Linked DNA regions of Mus musculus: region 2 is linked to region 1. Evidence: chromatin contacts called from public promoter capture Hi-C data. All regions are on one chromosome and are shown on one strand. Each heading gives the region's core, a stretch centred on a gene start, on an enhancer-like site or on the middle of the called end of the contact. The rest is flanking DNA. Distances are from core to core; before and after follow the strand shown.

Region 1 (2,700 bases), core at 49-2,548:
TCAGCCCCCAACCCTTACCCCCTACCAGGCCGAAGAACACGGTGCTGGCTCCTGCCTCCAAGAGCCGCCCACGGCAGCACTTATTATAGTCTGGGCTGCGTCAAGAGGGTGGGACGCCAAATCAAAGTACCGCGGAGACTCTCCAGATCCCGGGCAGGGGTCTCCAAGGCTTCAGGGAGATCTTCCTTCCTTCCAGCATCTCTCCTCCCTCCATGGGGTCTCAGTCTCTCTTCTGCAAGGGCTTAACTGTTCATATTTCTCTGCCCCTCTGGAGGACAAAGCCTTGAACTCTAAAGCCCCCAAAGGGGTGGGGACACAGCACAAATGGTGTCCATTCGCTCTGCCTCCCCCCACCCCCATCACACACACACACACACACACCTGCTGTAAGAACCGGGCTACATAGACCTCAGGACACTGAATGGAAACACCTAAAAGGCTGGCTCCCGCTGGCTCAGCTGAGGGGGTTCCTTGTGTCCAGGGAGCAAAATCCGCCCCCCCCCCCGCAGGTGGGTATCCAGGTGTGAGAGTAAGGCCTTCACTAACCAGCATCCCCTGATTGGTCTCCCACCCATCCTACACACTGATCCCTCCTCTCCGCTTATCCCTGCTGCTGCTTCGGAGGCACTCTTGGAGCTACGGTTGCTATGGAGACTAGATGCATTTTGGAATAGGGGGGGTGTCAGTCGGTAGATGTATTTCTTCCACCTTGAGCTGGGCCTTTGACTCATGCTGCTGATTGGGCTCAGAAGCCCTCAAGCTTCTCCCCTCCAGAGGCAAACCCCCTCCCCCTCCCTACCCTTCTAAGTTCCTTGTTTGTCCCCATCCCTGGGGACACTTTCCAAGTTCACTTTGGGACAATGAGTTCAAGGCGCAGTGCAAGTACTCAGTATAGGGTGGGAGCGGGGTGGGAGAGGGAGCTGGGTGATGAGAAGGGAGACTCACCCAGGTACCCTGCGAGGGGAAGGGGAAAGGCCCTGGGAAGGGATAGCCCATTTCAGCTTCCCCAGAATTGACGGGGACAAAGAGTTCTCTCTGTTCCTGTACCTGTCCAGCCAATAGTTCAGTTTTTTTTACCTTTGTCCCTAAATGTCACAGTCCACATTCGTGTCCCCTAATCATGGTGTGAGAAATGAGGGGGCTAGGTAGTTGGTGGAGGTGACTCCAAGTACCAGGAAATCCAGTCCAGGTTTTGGGAGGGAAATCCAGTCCTGGATTTTGTACCGCCCTAGCAGACAGCGGTGTTGGGGGGGGGGGGGAGGAGAGATGGGGTGGGGGGGCCCGCGGGCCGCCTCCTCCTCAATGTGAGGGGAGCGCCCGGACACAACGCGCATCCGGACCGAGCCGATCCCGGGCGAACCCCCCCCCCTACTCTTCTCCAGGATCCACGCCCCTCCCCTCCCAGACCCCAGACCCGTGGGTTCCTATCTCCTCCCGTTCCCTCTTTCCTCCCTCACCGCCTCCAATAGCTCCATCCCTAGCATCCTCCCCGTGCTCCTGCGAATCCCCCGCACAGACAGCCCCACTAGTCTCTACCCTCAAGACCCCCCTTTCCCACTGCATCTGCGGCCTCTGCCCATTGAGTCCGCATTCCCGCCCCTGCCTTCCCCTCACCCAAGCTTCTCCCCCAGGCCCCTGTCCCCCTTTCTACCCTCTTTCCCTTCATCCCCATTTGCCCCCACTACTGTCCTCTCCACCCTCCTCCGCCCATCTCAACGCCCCCACCCAGACCGGGGTGCACGATCCGGCGCGCCTCCCTGGAGCAGCACCAAGGTCCCGGGGCTCCAAGGGGGTGGGGGCGCAGGGCGGGGAGCATGGGGAGGGGGCGCCCCATGTGATGGGAGGGGGGCGCAAGAGGAGGCGGCGGAGGCGGCGGCGACAGCGGAGCCGGGCCGGGGGCTCAGAGGGGTCCGGGGGCTGGGGGCAGCGAGCAGGGCGGCCCCATGGCCGGGCCCCCCTGAGGCATACCCGGGGAGTCCCCTCCCCTCCCCAGCTCGGGGGTCTCCGGGCCCCATGAGCCGGGGCGCGGGCGCGCTTCAGCGCCGGACAACGACCTACCTCATCTCGCTGACCCTGGTCAAGCTCGAGTCGGTACCTCCGCCGCCGCCTTCTCCATCTGCAGCCGCAGCCGGCGCCCCCGGGGCCAGAGGCTCCGAGCCCCGAGATCCTGGCAGCCCCCGAGGCTCGGAGGAACCCGGCAAGAAGCGGCACGAGCGTCTCTTCCACCGGCAGGATGCGCTGTGGATCAGTACCAGCAGCGCAGGCACCGGGGGTGCGGAGCCCCCCGCGCTGTCCCCGGCTCCGGCCAGTCCGGCTCGCCCGGTCTCCCCGGCTCCGGGCCGCCGACTGTCCCTATGGGCCGCCCCTCCGGGACCCCCGCTCTCCGGGGGGCTGAGCCCGGACTCCAAGCCGGGAGGCGCCCCCTCTTCCTCCCGGCGCCCTCTACTCAGCAGCCCGAGCTGGGGGGGTCCGGAACCTGAAGGCCGGACGGGTGGCGGAGTCCCGGGCTCGTCCTCCCCGCATCCTGGCACCGGTAGCCGAAGGCTCAAGGTGGCGCCTCCTCCACCTGCTCCCAAGCCTTTCAAGACCGTGACCACTAGTGGAGCCAAAGCCGGCGGGGGCAAGGGCGCAGGCAGCCGCCTGTCATGGCCCGAAAGCGAGGGCAAACCCAGGGTCAAGGGGTCAAAGAGCACCGCCGGG
Region 2 (2,700 bases), core at 64-2,563, 160 kb after region 1:
GACACTCCTCCCCAACACTCCCTTATGTTTTTTTTTTGGTTTTTTTTTTTTTTTTTTTTTTGGTTTTTCGAGACAGGGTTTCTCTGTATAGCTCTGGCTGTCCTGGAACTCACTCTGTAGACCAGGTTGGCCTTGAACTCAGAAATCCGCCTACCTTGCCTCCCAAGTGCTGGGATTGAAGGCGTGCACCACCACAGCTGGCCTGGCAATTCTTTTTGCTGGTGTCTTTCCCTCTCTCCACCCTTTCATGCTTGCATCCTGTGACTCTCCCCACAGAGGCCCCCCATGCATCCCGCATCTGCACATGTCTGCTGGTAGGTGTGTCACTCACGTCAGCTCCTGGAGCTTGGCGCTCTTCTCGTTCTCTTCATTCTTCAGCCTCTCATAGTCGGCCTGAAGCTTCTCCAGCTCTAACTGGAGCTTCTGGTTCAGGCTGGGGAGGGTGGGACATAAAGAGACACTCAATGGGGGGGGGGGGGAGGAAGCCCCGCCCCTCACACCAGCCCTGATGCACCCGACTTCAGATATCAGGGATACACACTGGCTCTATCGGGGATACACGTCGGCTACCACTTTCATGGCAACATGGGACCCCGAGTACTGCAATCATAAAAGTTCCAAGGACAGGTCTAATCCTAACTACTTGTGTCTTTTAATTAATTTTTTATGTGTATGGGTGTTTTGCTTGCGAGTATGTCTGTGTGCCTGGTACCCAAGGAGGCCAGAAGAGGCAGTCAGATCCCCTGGGACTGGAGTTACAGACGGTTGCGAGCCACCACGTGGTTGCTAGGAATCAAACTCAGGTTCTCTGGAAAAGCAAGCCAGTGCTCTCAAACTACAGAGCCACCTCTCCAGCCCTTCTCGTGTCTCTCAAGTTTGGGCCTCAAGGCGTGTCACTGTTGAGGACATTAAAGATCCAGAAGGATCGCTGGAGTGGCCACAACAAGATGAGGGGACTGACAGACACACTGGAGCCACCTCTAAGCCCCGCCCCTTACTCTTTCAGCTCATCAATGGTTTTCTGTTTCTCATTAATCTCATCCCGGAGGCGGGCCAGCTGCCGGTGATGGGCCTCACGGTGATTCTCCATCTGTAGTTCCAGGGCCTTCTGCAGAGAGCACAACCCCGTGCTCAGAGCCAGACCCCTAGGCTGACAGTCAGCACAGCCCCTGCCCTGCCAGACAGCCATTCCACACCTCCCCAGCTCACCTTCACCTCCTCCGCGTCCTGTGTGTCTGGCTCCTTGTCTTTCAGAGCTACCTCGTGTACAGTTTCTAAGTGAAAGGGAGGAAGACAGCTTCCATGACACCAGCTCAGGTCCCAGGGGATGGGCGCATAGGGACGTTCTGGTTTGGGACAGTCCAATTTGCCTTGTCAGGGGTGAGGAAGAACAGAGGGTCTAGGATTCGAGTAAAATGAGCGACGTGCAGAGGCCAGGCTACATGAGGAGAAGCACGTGAGCCGACAACCCAGGACTCAAGCTGATGCTAAGTGAGGAGCTGTCCGGCCATTTCCTCCAGTGTGTGTGACTGTCCTAGGGGTCCCTCTGGGACCTCAGATCCAAGGAGCCTCACCGTGCGCCTGGAGCCTGGCAAGCTCATCGCTCAGGGAGTCGTAGGACTCTTCCAGGTGCCGTTTCTTCAACTCCACAGTCTGCATGTACTCCGTGAGTGAACGGATCTTGGCCTCATGCTGGTGGGGGAGGAGAGGGGTGGATGGCATCAAGGAGACAGAGGTATAAATGATCTTTCACTATAAACTGCAGCTATCCTCCCACGCCTTCCCTCATAGCCTCTGTGAGGTTAAAGGCCATGATCCTATAGAGACCCTTCCTTTAGGCAATGGGGTCAAAGGTCAATGCCCCCTAAACTTCATGCCTGGATCCTCTTCCCTGTCCCCCTAGTTCTTCAGACCTTGATCTCCATTGTTGGGAGTTTATCCATCACCCCAGAACAGCTGTTCTCATGCTATGGCTCCCATCCTCAGACGCTCACCTGTGAGATGAGCAGTTGGCAAGATGACAGCTCCCTACCGGTCACCTCCATCTTGCGATGACACTCCACCTGGAGGTTCTCCAGCTGCCGACATCGCTTAACCACGGACTTCACCTCCGACTTGATCTTGCTGATGTAGAGCCGGGCCACCGTGAACTCCTCCTCGATGGCCCCACTGATCTCCACGGGCTGAGGGTGGGCAGAGGAGGGAGAGCTGCTTCTCTGAGGCGGGAAGCCCTTACCTGCATCCCTCCCCCTCCCCATCTGACTCGCTCTCCTTCTCGGGTACTCAAGGAAGCTGGGAACTCATCAACACCTTCGAGCAGTTTGTGCTGGCTAGTTCTGTGTCAGCTTGACACACGCCAGCATCATCTGAGAGGACGGAGCCTCAATTGGGAAAATGCCCTCATAATACCAGACTGTCAGCAAGCCTGCAGGACATTTTTTTTTTTTTTCAAATAGTGATCAATGCAGGAGGGTCCAGCCTACGGTTGGGTTGGTGGTTCTGGGCGCTATAAGAAAGCAGGCTGAGCAAGCCAGTAAGCAGCGCCCCTCCATGGCCTCTGCTTCAGCTCCTGCTTCCAGGTTCCCTCAGTGGACTGAGATCCGTAACAGACCCTTCCCCCCTCAGGTTGCTTTGGTTACAGGGTTTCACCACAGCAGCGGTAACCCTGACTGAGACACGGCTCCTACTAACTAGCATCTC

The links. Promoter capture Hi-C pulls out the DNA fragments that hold promoters and counts their contacts.
Region 2: a contact with region 1 is called in a promoter capture Hi-C map of hematopoietic stem and progenitor cells, with 2.9 times the contacts expected there. The contact joins the enhancer-like site here to the promoter of Agap2 in region 1. A contact is called at or near these places in 12 of 39 promoter capture datasets (the 3T3-L1 cell line, 3T3-L1-derived adipocytes, the C10 cell line and 6 more), 7 of 484 Hi-C or Micro-C datasets (CD8 T cells, the G1E-ER4 cell line, bone marrow-derived macrophages and 3 more), 9 of 115 datasets of contacts at active chromatin or transcription factors (CD8 T cells, the SCID.adh cell line, bone marrow-derived macrophages and 4 more) and 4 of 9 other capture datasets (adipose tissue, embryonic stem cells, liver and 1 more).

Annotation. Positions count from the first base shown.
Region 1 is chr10:127,077,609-127,080,308 of GRCm38.p6, forward strand. Agap2 (ArfGAP with GTPase domain, ankyrin repeat and PH domain 2) reads left to right here and starts at 1,299. Exons shown (of 19, transcript NM_001033263.5): 1 at 1,299-2,700. The coding sequence starts at 2,014.
Region 2 is chr10:127,235,723-127,238,422 of GRCm38.p6, forward strand. Kif5a (kinesin family member 5A) reads right to left here. Exons shown (of 29, transcript NM_001039000.4): 16 at 1,995-2,183; 17 at 1,575-1,692; 18 at 1,210-1,274; 19 at 999-1,108; 20 at 332-433. Among named protein-coding and RNA genes, the nearest start is that of Pip4k2c, 25 kb to the left of the region's middle. Within about 2 kb of position 1,314, at least 6 of the 459 cell types and tissues checked have an H3K27ac peak or open chromatin away from gene starts, as enhancers often do.